Linked DNA regions of Mus musculus: region 2 is linked to region 1. A link is a contact called in public Hi-C data. All regions are on one chromosome and are shown on one strand. The core of a region is the stretch at or near the end of the contact, and the rest is flanking DNA. Distances in the headings are between cores, read along the strand shown.

Region 1 (6,089 bases), core at 1,614-4,113:
TTGATTGAACACTCTCATGTTTTTTAAGCCCACCTCCTTCAGCACAGCACCCTTGAATCCCATGCATACTTTTATGATTCCTAAATTGGTAGACGAAATGTTAGTTACGGACAAAAATACAATCTCTTCACACCTGGAAAAATTAATGTTTTTTTTTTCCCCAGAAAAGGTACCATATGATGGGAGGAGACCAGTTGCTATTTGCTTGTGAGTGGAGAGACGGATGTCTGCCAGACAGAGTAAAGAGCCTGCCTGTCCCTTTCAGCCTCCTAAAATATTAGTGGTGCAACACTGATGTAATCTGAATATTATTGAATATCCTTCACATTCTGGCTACTTTCACAGCTGAAATCTAGAGGGAAATAACCATAATCAAATTCTCCTGCTTAGAAATTAATGTTCCGAGTCTGTTTTAGGAAATATATAATAACCGCGCTGTCAGGGTATGGGAGGGGCTGCTTTAGAAGATGCCTCAGAAAACTTACAGGCCAGTGGCAACTCAAATACAGTTCTGGGATTGTTAGTGATTCTAAGCTGATTTGCAGTGCACATCCTTGTGGCTTTGGCAGTTTGGTGGGGCTCTCAAACGCCAAGGCAACGCTTTATGTAAGCTATGACTTTAAAGCTTGTCATAAGGTAGAAAATGGGGTCAGAGAAGAACAGTGGTCAGGGCTACATCACTGGACCACACATATGTAGAAGTCCAGAAATCCAGAAGCTTTCAGCTCACTGCCAAAAAGCAGAGTGTCCAGTCTCACACGTTATCTGTGTCTTCACTCCCCCAAAGCAGCATGTGATGAACAAGCCTACTCCTGAGCAATGCTCATCTCTAACTCCATCCCAGCATCTTGGAAATGTATTTAGGCCATTGGAAGAATGCCCTATGTCAGGTAGAGTGATGGCTTGGTTGTTAAGAACATGCTCTGTTCTTGCAGAGAACCTGACTTCAACTCCCAGCATCCAGGTGCGGCAGTGTACAACCAACTGCCTGTAACTAACTCCTGCTCCAGAAAATGCCTTCATCTGAATTCCATAGGCACCAGCTCTCACGTGTACAGAAACCTCCATGCAGATGTATATACATATACACATAATTAAATCTTTAGAGAAAGAATACAGACCCCATGACAAGCAAACACAAGCAGTCTGACATGCTTCTCTATATGGCACAGAGTGTGGCTTATTCTCATCTTAAATCCCAACACCCCATAGTAGGGTCAGAGAAGAAAAGCATTGCGGAGTGAGCCAAAGGCTGTACAACACTGGAATCTAGATGTTGGAGTCCCACAAAAGGACAGGTTACTAGTTCCACAGCCTGTCTAGGCCTGATACCTTTTCACTTGTAAAATGACACAGTTGAACTGGACAGGCCTTGAGTGTATGCTTCCTCGACTAACATGCATAGGAGGAACTGGGGTGTCCTGTAAATTGCAGATCCTGACTCAGTAGGTGTGACCTGCGGCCTGTGTTTTGTTTTCCTGTAGAGGAGTCCTGATACTGCTCTACAATGCTCACACTGCTGGTCCACTGATCTCTCAGCGTTTAGTTAGTTCTGTGCATGTGTGTCTGTCAACTAGATGGCTCTGTGACATTGCAGGAAAGATGGGGGCTTTCACCAGTGACCCTCCCATGGAATCAACAGTCCTCATTCTTCATAATTAATCTCTATCAGACACTCTTTACTATGTAATTATGCATAACAATTTCATGTGCACACCAGAAAGCACTGATAGATTTAGTCCCAGCTTACCAGACTTGACAACAGAAGACAGAAATATGTATAAAGACAGTAATAAATAGTAAGTTATGATATATGCCCATTCAGACATTGAGTACATTCAAATAGAACAAGCATATATTTAGATGGACCATAGAATATTTGTATTCAACATCTTTTTTTTTTCCTTTTAATCTCTGGTAAATGAAGTATATTTCTGACATAAAACAAGATTTCTGTTTCTCTCTTCCTGGTGAGAGCTGGGAGTGGCAAGGTCAATTTCTGAACTGCTTTTTTTGAAGACTGACTGATTCTGGCCTCCTCAGCCCCAAACCTTAACCCTGTGACTGACTGTGCAGCTGCCTCGGCTTAACTTGGGGTTAAACCCCGAGTGTGTCCTCACAGGTTCATTGACTGACTCTCAGTGCTTCCTGTCCAGGGCTTTGACCCAGCCGTCACCCTTGTGAATCAGCGTGGGAAGAAGTGGACAGCACTATCTCTGAATCACAGAGCTGTGGGCACTACCGAGGAGGGGGCCAGCGCATCCGAAGCCTCTCGGTCATTATATCAGAGGAAGGCTGGCTTGGTACTCGCTCTTCTGTACACACAGGTCTCATGACCTAGCCTGAGGATGGGATCGAAGGAGCAACAGTAGGCAGCATTGACCCCTGAAGGCAGAGCTGGATCTACTCCTGAGGGCCATCCAGACACTGTGCTGGAAACAACATCTGGTACCCATGGTGATAAGCCAGTTTATTAGAACTGAATCCCTGGTTAGAAGAGAGATGCTAGGATGACTCAGGGAACTGATTTATTCTAACTCAGCAAGGACTGAATTATCACAGGTCTGTTCTATCTACTCAAGGGTTTCCCAACTAAATACTAGTAGTGAAATTAGAAACCCTTCATTTAACCTTCTCTGACTCATGTGAACACATGTGATAATTAATAATGGTCCTATGCACATACATAGGAATACAGCCATGCAGAGAAAACAATACATACCATGCCCTCAGCACACAGACGTGCATCCATGGGAGGAGAGGAGTAACTGTGAAATCTGATACACTGTTTTGAAACGTGGCCCTACCACTGCAGGCTGCATCAGTTCGCCTTTCAGACTGCAGCTGTTCCACCTGCAGGGTGATGTTGGCGTGGCTTCCGTGCAGTATGTGTGTGCACTGTCTGAGGTGCAGATGGGTGGAGTTATGTAGCATGATGTCTGAAAACCTAATCACAGTCAGCAACCATAAGAAACCTGATTATGTGACAGCCCCTGTGAAATTGTGCCTCAGGGGAAAAAATAGAAAGAAAGCGTCCACGTTTGTGTTTGTCTCTTGCTTCGTATGCAGGCCTTTGTGCGGGAGGTTGTGTCTGGGTTCATAAAATGTCACGCTGCTTATTAGGAATGAAGCTGTGGTGAGGACAAAGCCTGCATTGATTAGGTAGGCTCAGCCCTGTTCACTCAGTTTTGTCACACGTAGCTGTTGTTTCCCTGTTAACTATCTATACATAAACCTAGCAATAAAGGGTGAAAGCAGCCTGCTCATATTAAGGAAAACACGAACCCATAGATGATTACTGAATTGGAAAGCTAAATCTTAAAAAGCCATAAATGACAGTCCATCTACTTTGCACCAATGCCTCTTACTGTCTCTCTGAGCATACAGAGTTGTACAGACATGACAGGATGCCGCACATCCCGCTAACCGCTCACAGGGAGGTAAGGAGAATGGAGGAGTGGGTCTGGACTGTGGTCCTGGGAAGAGAAGGATGCCCTCCACGTGCAGCCAGGGAGAAGAGGCACGAGTAGGAGCGGTGCTGACGCCTTCCACCCGTGTTAGAAGGGCATGAAGACCACAGGCAGAGGGTGTGAGGCAGACTTCTAAAATGCAAATGATCCATAGGGGCCAAATCTGAGTGAGGCCTTGGACGGGCCATCACCTCAAACCTGCTCACACAGTGTCTGAACAGGGTGTTACTGCTTCTATGCAGGGAGAGAGTTGTTCATCTTAGGTTGAATGTAACAGTAGTTAGGACAGTTAGTTCTTTCCCAGATTTATTGTGCACTTGAGTCATCTGTGACAGTATTAAAATGCAGATCCTATAGGTCTGAGACCTGCATTTCTAAAGAGCCCCTAGGTATTGCTGAAGCTGCTGGTTCAAAGACTGTATTTTGAGTAGGAAGTGTCTAACCCATTTTCTCCCCGAACTCTCTGTTTCCCACTCCCATCCTACTTACTTCTGTTCCTCCCTCCGTACGCCCGTGCCGTTCCTTCACTCTTTCTCTGATAGTTGCTTCCTGCTTGCTGACCTAACTCTCATGCTGTCTCGTTGGAGTCACTCTTGCATCCAGCCTGAGTCTTTGCTTAGACTTTCCCCCTTTCTTCTTTAAGCGTGCATACTAAAGCTCCAGTCCTCCAAAACTCACCGTTTCCTGAGTCCATCACCTCCCTTCTACTCCGGGTAGGGCTGAGAGGGCCTGCATGGCCATGCTCCAGGTCTCATGTCTGCTGCTCCTTCACTCCTCCTTCCTTCTGTATAACTGCCTGCCAGTCATGTTGTCGCAGGTTGAACCTAAGTCTCCATAGACTCAAGTCTGGAGAGCTTGTTCACCAGCTCGGGGACTGTTTTGGAAAGCTATGGAGTGTTTAAGGGATGAAGGCTGGCTGGGACAAAGCACTAGGGACAGGCTCTTAGGGGTTTCAGCCAGGCTCTGGCCATAGTTCAGTTCTCTGCTTTCCTCTGATCCATCAGTGTGAGAAGCTGCTCTACCTCATGTCCTACCAAAAGAAGGAACCAACAGCTTGCCTTCCCCACCATGATGGCCCACAATCCCTCTGAAACCATGGGTCAAATGAAGACTTCCTCCTGTTAAGTGGGTTACCTCTGGTAGACAGCTCAGTCTCCAGACCTTAAGTCCTTCCTTCCCCTCCCCCACTGTGTGCTAACCTCCCCTCCCCCACTGTGTGCTGGCTTCCCCCCCCCCACTGTGTGCTGGCCTCCCCTCCCCCACTGTGTGCTGGCCTCTCAGCCCAGCCCCTCCTGCTCCTGAGCTTTCATTCCTTCAGTGAGCACCACAGCAGCCCACCAGGTGGACAGCTCAACCTCTTCTCTACCACTAAGCTCCATGAGGACAGGAAAATCTGTCTGTCTTCATCAGTATCAAAACTCCAAGGGGCCACAGTGACGGGTATATGGAGAGATTTAAAATAGTTGTAGTTAAACAGAATTAGAAAAACATATATTTAAAGCCCTCTTGATCTTTCAATAGCTAGGACTAAGGAATGCCCCTGTGTTAGCACTCATTTGAATCTAAAAATGCTGTTTAGTAAAAACTGTTGAGCCTACCAGGCCCTTTGAAGATTAGGACTAAAAAATGACCAAAATTAAACTCTCTTCAAAAGTTTCTGTCCCTTGTCTCAGTCAAGGACCTCAGGAAGGTTGCTGGCTAAAGTGAGGATTTAGTCAACCTCATTGCTCTTCTCCTGGGACACAACACAGAGATGCAAGCAGTCAGCACTTAATGATTCTGGCCTGGCCTCTGACTCCTGTGGTCCTCCCAGCAAGAGAGCAACTGTCTGTCTCTAAGATGGCAATGACCCAAGTCACAAAATGCAAGATCTTCCATTAAGAACCCATTCTGCCACTTGCTCTTAAGGACACTAACAGCGAAGGAGACTGATGTTCATAGACGTTGTAGCCATGCTTACTTTTAGTGTACTCCAAAGTCACATCCATGCTAACGATGTTCTCATTTATAGCCTGTATGATGGCCTCCTGACTGGATGATAGGAGATCTTAAAGCAGTTGCATTATACATTCCCTGATGGCTGAGTGTGGGACTTGTTTAGCTCCATAGCCTGATTTTAAATTTGGGTCATTTGTATTTTGGAGTTTGGTTATTTGGATTCCTTATGTATTCCAGATACAGAGTTGGAAAATATCTCTCCCACCCTGTGGGGTACCTCTTCATTCAGTTACTCATTTCCTTTGCTATACGGAAGCATTGGCTTCATGAGGTCCACTTGTCAAAAGTTGGTGTAATTTCCTAAGCCACTAGAGCGCTGTTTAGGAAACCCTATCCTGTGCCCCAGTGTTGAAGCACATTCCGGGGCATCATGTCTTACATTGAGGCCTTTGATCTATTTGTAATTGAGTTTTGTGTAAAATGAAACACAGGGATCTAGTTTTTTTTATAATATGTTGATGTTCAGGTTTTCCAGCGCCATTTGTTAAAGACACTAACTTTTCTCAGATGCATATTTTTGGCATCATTGTTTAACATTAGGTGACTGTAATTATGTGGACTTATATGTGGATCCTCTATTCTTTTCCATGACCTGGGTCTGCTTTGTGCCAAAACCATTCT
Region 2 (6,089 bases), core at 2,168-4,667, 510 kb before region 1:
TAGGAATGACTGAGTGCAGTTAAATCACAAAGTCACTGGGTCACATACTTGGATGTGGTCCAGAATGTAGGACACCCAGGCAGGGGCATTTCAATTTCTGGGCCAGTAAGGGCAACATCGGAAGACTTAGTTCACACTATCAACAAAGCAGAAGAAATTGCTACTTCTCAGGAGTGACAAGCTGTCATCATGGGTTGGGTCAGAATGTTCAGTCTCACAGGTCGGTCTGTTTAACAGTGGTTCCCAACCTTCTTAACGCTGCAGCCTTCGGTACAGTCCCTCATTTTCTGGTGATCCCAACCATAACATTATTTTTGTTGGCACACACGTTTAAACCCAGCTTGGGGAGGGAGGACCAGGTGTATCTTGAGTTCAAGATCAGCCTAGTTTACAGAGTTCTAGGACAGCCAGGGCTACATAGAGAAACCCTATCTTCAAAACAAAAATTTAAAAATTATTTTAGTTGCTACTTCATAAAATTGTAATTCTGCTCTTGTTATGAATCATAATATAAATATCTGTGTTTTCTAGTGCTCTTAGGTGACCCCTGCGAAAGGGCCATCCAACCTCTCCAAAGCGGCTGCGTACCACGGGTTGAGAGCTACTGGTTTAGGGGGAACACCGTTGTGTTAGGGTTGTACTGCTGTGAAGAGACACCATAACCAAGGTAACTCTTATAGAGGACAACATTTAATTGGGGCTGGCTTACAGGTTCAGACATTCGGTCCATTATCATCACGGTGGGAACATGGCAGCATCCAGGCAGGCATGGTGCAGGATGAACTAAGAGTTCTACATCTTCATCCAAAGGCTGCTAGCAGAATACTAGCTTTCAGGCAGCTAGGATGAGAGACTCAGAACCCACACCCACAGTGACATGCCTACTCAAACAGGGCCACAACTTCTAATCCTGACACTCCCTGGGCCGAGCACATACACACCATCACAAACAGAAAATTAAGGATGCTCTGCCTCCACGGTTACATATATGTCCACTTGTCGTACGTACGTTATCCTTTCAAATCTTCTCAGATCCCTTTTATTAATTCATACACAATTATTTGTATTCCAATTTGTTGAAGCAGTAAGTCAAATAATATATTTGCAGATTATATATTTGCTGATAATGTCTGTCAAAGTGGTTGGCCATGGAAACTCTAGTGTCTTGTCCGTTGGAAGGGAGCTAATTTGGCCATTTTCTTGCTCCTTGGAGTATTTTAGGGAAGCGTGGTATGTTCTTCCTCCGCAGGGCCATCATGAAGTCTCCACCCCCATAGAGTGGACTCTGGGATGCTGTAGTCAGACAAAGTACCATTTCTCCTAGCAGCTTATCAATTCTTGTGATGAGGAGGAAGCCCTTCCTTATCTTGGATCTTGCCTTTACATCTTTTATAGTGCCTGGATGCTCAACATTGAGTGTGATGCTCTTTGCAGTGAGGGTCTTTCTGAATGAAATCTGCATCTTGGCTGTGGTTTCACTGCAGATGGTGGGTGTAGAAGGAAAACCAGCCAGGGCCCAGGGAGTTTCAAGGTCAGAAGCCTTTAACTTTCAAGGTATTTTAGTTGATAATAAATGTTTTTAACATTTATTGAAACAAGAGATTCCTATGTTCAAGCCCGCTCTTTGCTTATATTCTAGGCTAGAGTAATCTAGGTTACCTTGGGCTTCCTAGAGAAACATTGTCTCTAAAGGTTTGCATTTATAGAGCACATTGTACCATGCATTATGGGGAATGCTGCATAGTCAGCCTATTGATTACTCATAAACTGCCAGGACTAGTGATAGTGTACACTTGTAATCCCAGCATTTGAGAAGCCGAGGTACGAGAATTGCCATGAGTTCGAGGCCAGCCTAGGATACATAATGAATACCCACCCAGCCAAGGCCTCCAGAGCAGGATCCATCTCAATAAACGACAACAGTAACAACAAACAGTAATTCTAAGAGAGGCTGTGATCTCCATGGAAACAGATGCTTTTCCATCAGCAGACGTTCCCTGTGCAGATGACCTAGCTAAGCCATGAACTCCTGAGGAAAACCCTGGCTGCACATCTGGGAATCATCTGAGAGCTTTGAACTTGTGTCACTGCTGAGGTCCAAGCCAGTGAGCCAGCATGTTCCAGGCCGGAGTGTTGTAGACTATCTGTATTTTCTTTTTCCCAAGTAATACTGTCCGGTAGCTAAGATCAACATTTGTCTCCCAGAAATAACTGATTTCTTTCTTTCTTTCTTTCTTTCTTTCTTTCTTTCTTTCTTTCTTTCTTTCTTTCTTTCTTTCTTTCTTTCTTTCTTTCTTTCTCTTTCTCTCTCTCTCTCTCTCTCTCTCTCTCTCTCTCTCTCTCTCTCTCCCCCTCCCTCCCTCCCTCCCTCCCTCCCTTCCTTCCTTCCTTCCTTTCTTCCTTTCTTTTTCTAGACAGGGTTTCTCTGGATATCCCTGGCTGTCCTGGAACTCACTTTGTAGACCAGGCTGGCCTTGAACTCAGAAATCGCCTGCCTCTGCCTCCCAAGTGCTGAGATTAAAGGTGTGCGCCACCACCGCCTAGCTTTGATTTCTTACAAGTCTAGATTATGTATCCCCCTGACTCTCCCTCCACAAAGCAAGAGTTGTGTGGTACCCTTTGAAACCTTCCTGTAAAAATGTTGCTGGGTCAGCTCTTTGCTTGGGTGGCTGGTGGTGGTGGGGATTTAATTAACTTTTTTAAGTTCCAAAAATGAACACTAGATGGCAGACAACTCACAGGGAATCGTGGTATTGTTCCAGCATGCTTATTTCTGCTCTGTTTTATATCTCATTCAAATAATAACAAGCCAACCTTTGACATTAATACAGTATTCAAGCCAGTAGTGCTGGTGGGTATAGTGCTGGTGGTATGGGTGCCTAGCAAATGTCAGGCCCTGAGTTTGATCCTCCATCCCTGTAAAATTAATTTTTTTTTAAGATTTATTTATTTATTATATGTAAGTAAGTACACTGTATCTGTCTTCAGACACTCCAGAAGAGGGGGTCAGATCTTGTTACAGATGGTTGTGAGCCACCATGTGGTTGCTGGGATTTGAACTCTGGACCTTCGGAAGAACAGTCGGGTGCTCTTACCCACTGAGCCATCTCACCAGCCCCTAAATTAAATTTTAAAAAATAAATAACACAAGGGAAATCTTTCTGAATTGTGCTCACATTCCCTTAACCAGAGCTGGGGTACCCATATATGTGATTCATTTTTTAAGGTAGTTAATTTTTCATGAACATATGCAAAATACAATAGCTGTCCTTTGTTATCGTATTGAGAATAGTTTCCCCATTAATATATTTTAATATCCCTCCAAAGTAATCGACCCACTTTGGAAAGATTTACAGGGCTAGCTTTCTTTTCTTGGGCCGTTTGTGGCAGCCCCAGCAGTATACAGCAGAGGGCGCTAGTGCACCATGCTCCACCACTTCATGGAAGAATGAGGTGGTGAACACAAAGAATTATACTAAAGAATACTGGAGTAACATCATCATCACTTCTCTGGTCTCATAACATCCAGGCACCCCAGGTCCCACACCGCCAGATGGCTGCAGCTTGCAGAGCCACCCTAGCTGTCGTCAGGGCAGGCAGGCTGTGCAGTGCATCGGGTAGAGTGGGGGTGGGGGTGGGGTAGCAGCAGTGGGGGTGGTGCCTGTGGCTCTTCTACAAGCAGGGGAAGAGCTCTCCTTCCGTGTTTCTTTACTGTCTTCTGTTTTCACATCATACATCAAAATGATCTCTCATGAGGAAGGGCAAGGTCCCCCGTTCTCCTAAAATACAGTCTAAACTTACTAATGTGGACTGCACGGCCATTGAAGATGGTACCTGCACCAGACAGAGGTGGGCTGGATGCTTTTAACCTCAGCAATATACCTTATTTTCTCTTGTAAGCTGTGTTTGGACTTATTTTTATTTTGTTAATTCTAACCTTCACTTTTCATTGTGAGCCCCACCTGAACTCATATTCTACTGACATTCCCGTGTCTAACTTCTGCTTACACATTTTATCTTAGTTTACCTGTTACTTCTTCCAGGAAGCATCACTTCTTCCTCTGAGAGGTCTGCCTTTCTCTGTCAGTTGTAGACTATGTGCTGAGCCCTCACAAGGCCCTGGGTTCAATCCCCGGAAGCCAGAAGAACACTCAAACATGGTGAGGTATGTGTGTAATTCCAGCTGTGAGGAGGTATGCTACATCCACTCCAATAGTGACAAGCCTGGGTGCTGTCCCGAGGCGAAAAGTTCACAGAAACTTAGTCTCCTGGAACCGTGGCATCCTGTATAACGAATGCTCCAATGTCCTTGCTTTAGTTGGTAAATGGATCTGTGTGCTTTCCCTTAATATTGCTTAATTACAAGTGCTCCTAAGGATTGATATTTTGACATATAGCTAAGTTAGATTCTAGGCAGTCCTTGATCCGACCTTGGGCATGAATAGCTAAGTCACTGCCCTACACAGAAATTTACCATTATCTAGGAAGATGGAAGTTTGTGACCTAAAGAGGAACCAGAGTAGATACTTAGAACTATAGATAGCTGAGTTACACCCATACACAGGTATTTACAATGGCCTAGGGGGAAGGTGGACTATACAATAGACTAGAGTAGGAACTATGGCAAGGGCACGAAGCCCTTGCCCCTGGCTTCTAAGATTAAGCTGACCTTAGGTGGGGCTGCCTTTGATTCCCAGTTGTTGACATTGAATTTTATCCCAGTTGGTTCCTGCCAGTCCTTCCCTGTTTGCATTCCTCTGTTTTGTGTAAGAATCCAGTAACCTCTTTGTACCTTGTTGGTGTGTCACCTAACTTCCCTATTTTCTTCTGTATAAAAAGTTTGATGCTGGATTTGACAAATTACATTCAGATCCAGCACACTCTCTCGTTCTGTGTCTGTCTGTCAATTCCCGCCGACTCTATGCCCGTCTGTCTGAACCCCTGATTCCCACGAATTGAGGGGGGCCTACTGGGCCCGGTCGGTGGCAGAGGTCGAGGCAGGAGGAGCAGGGAGTCAGGGTTATTCTTTATCGTATGTGTATGTAGCAAGTGTGGGGTCACCTGGGATATAGGAAACCCTGTCTTAGAAAAAGAAAGAGCTGGGTGTGGTGGGAGGCAGAGGCAGGTGGATTTCTGAGTTTGAGGCCAGAGTGAGTTCCAGGACATCCAAGGGTACACAGAGAAACCCTGTCTCGGAAAAAAAACCAAAAAACAAAAAAAGGAAGGAAGGAAGGGAGAAAGAAGTACAGAAGCCCATGTATAGCGCTTCTGGCACTGCAATTCTGATTGTCTCTGATTTGTGACTGTTTACACATTGCCACAGTTGCTTATTTGCATTCTCGTTATCTAAACACAGTTCTTGGAAAACACCAAAACTCTCAGTGTTTGTTGACTAGGAAGGGCTTCAGCCTTTAATGGTATCTCTTATGCCTTCTAAGACTTGAGATCAGAAATTTTAAGCATGCCAGCAAACTTGTTTGCTTAGAATTCCAAATTGTCCCTCTCCCAGAAACACTAAGACCATGATGCCATTTAGTGCTCTATATGTAAAAACTCCAAAGCCAACAAAGCCTTATGGGAACCTCCAGAGCCTTGCAGATCACTTCAGCTTCAAAGTGAGAGGCAGGAGATGTAAAGATGATAACAATCTCTCTCTTCTGCTACAAAACTGAAGCACACTATGTGACTGTGTAACATTCATGGATACTGAGAATTTCTCTACACCAGAACTTTGGGTGATCAGGACCCTAAAACCCAGTCTTTGATCCTCCCAGGGAGCGGTTTGCATAAGCCCCATCCCCTCCTGACCCTGATTCCTCCCTCAGATGCAGCTCAAGGAGGGAGGAAGAACACACTTTGAAGATAAGATTAAACTGGATTATGTGCCTCCAAAACAGTCCTGAGGGTGCCCAGCTAATCCTCCCTCCGTGCTGACAGGCTCTGAAGCCTGGCTGCTTTGTTGACCTATTTACCGAGAACCTCCTCACTTTCTGTTTGATATAAAGGCAGCTAGGTCCTTCCTGTCCTAGCTCAGGCCAAACTGAAAGCAAGATCTGGAGACTATTATTATGGTTTTGCTTCACTTTCAC

What was found. Hi-C and Micro-C count contacts between places; a contact is called where the count stands out from the background.
Region 2: a Hi-C map of cortical neurons shows a contact between it and region 1. The contact joins two enhancer-like sites. A contact is called at or near these places in 12 of 39 promoter capture datasets (the 3T3-L1 cell line, 3T3-L1-derived adipocytes, the C10 cell line and 8 more), 1 of 484 Hi-C or Micro-C datasets (cortical neurons), 3 of 115 datasets of contacts at active chromatin or transcription factors (astrocytes, embryonic stem cells and forebrain) and 2 of 9 other capture datasets (adipose tissue and macrophages).

The regions. Positions count from the first base shown.
Region 1 is chr3:9,792,300-9,798,388 of GRCm38.p6, reverse strand. The region is part of intron 1 of Pag1 (phosphoprotein associated with glycosphingolipid microdomains 1); the gene reads left to right. Among named protein-coding and RNA genes, the nearest start is that of Pag1, 38 kb to the left of the region's middle. Within about 2 kb of position 2,863, at least 32 of the 459 cell types and tissues checked have an H3K27ac peak or open chromatin away from gene starts, as enhancers often do. A contact at or near this core is called in cortical neurons, where this site is marked.
Region 2 is chr3:10,304,424-10,310,512 of GRCm38.p6, reverse strand. No RefSeq gene overlaps it. Among named protein-coding and RNA genes, the nearest start is that of A930014E01Rik, 9.5 kb to the right of the region's middle. Within about 2 kb of position 3,417, at least 31 of the 459 cell types and tissues checked have an H3K27ac peak or open chromatin away from gene starts, as enhancers often do. A contact at or near this core is called in cortical neurons, where this site is marked.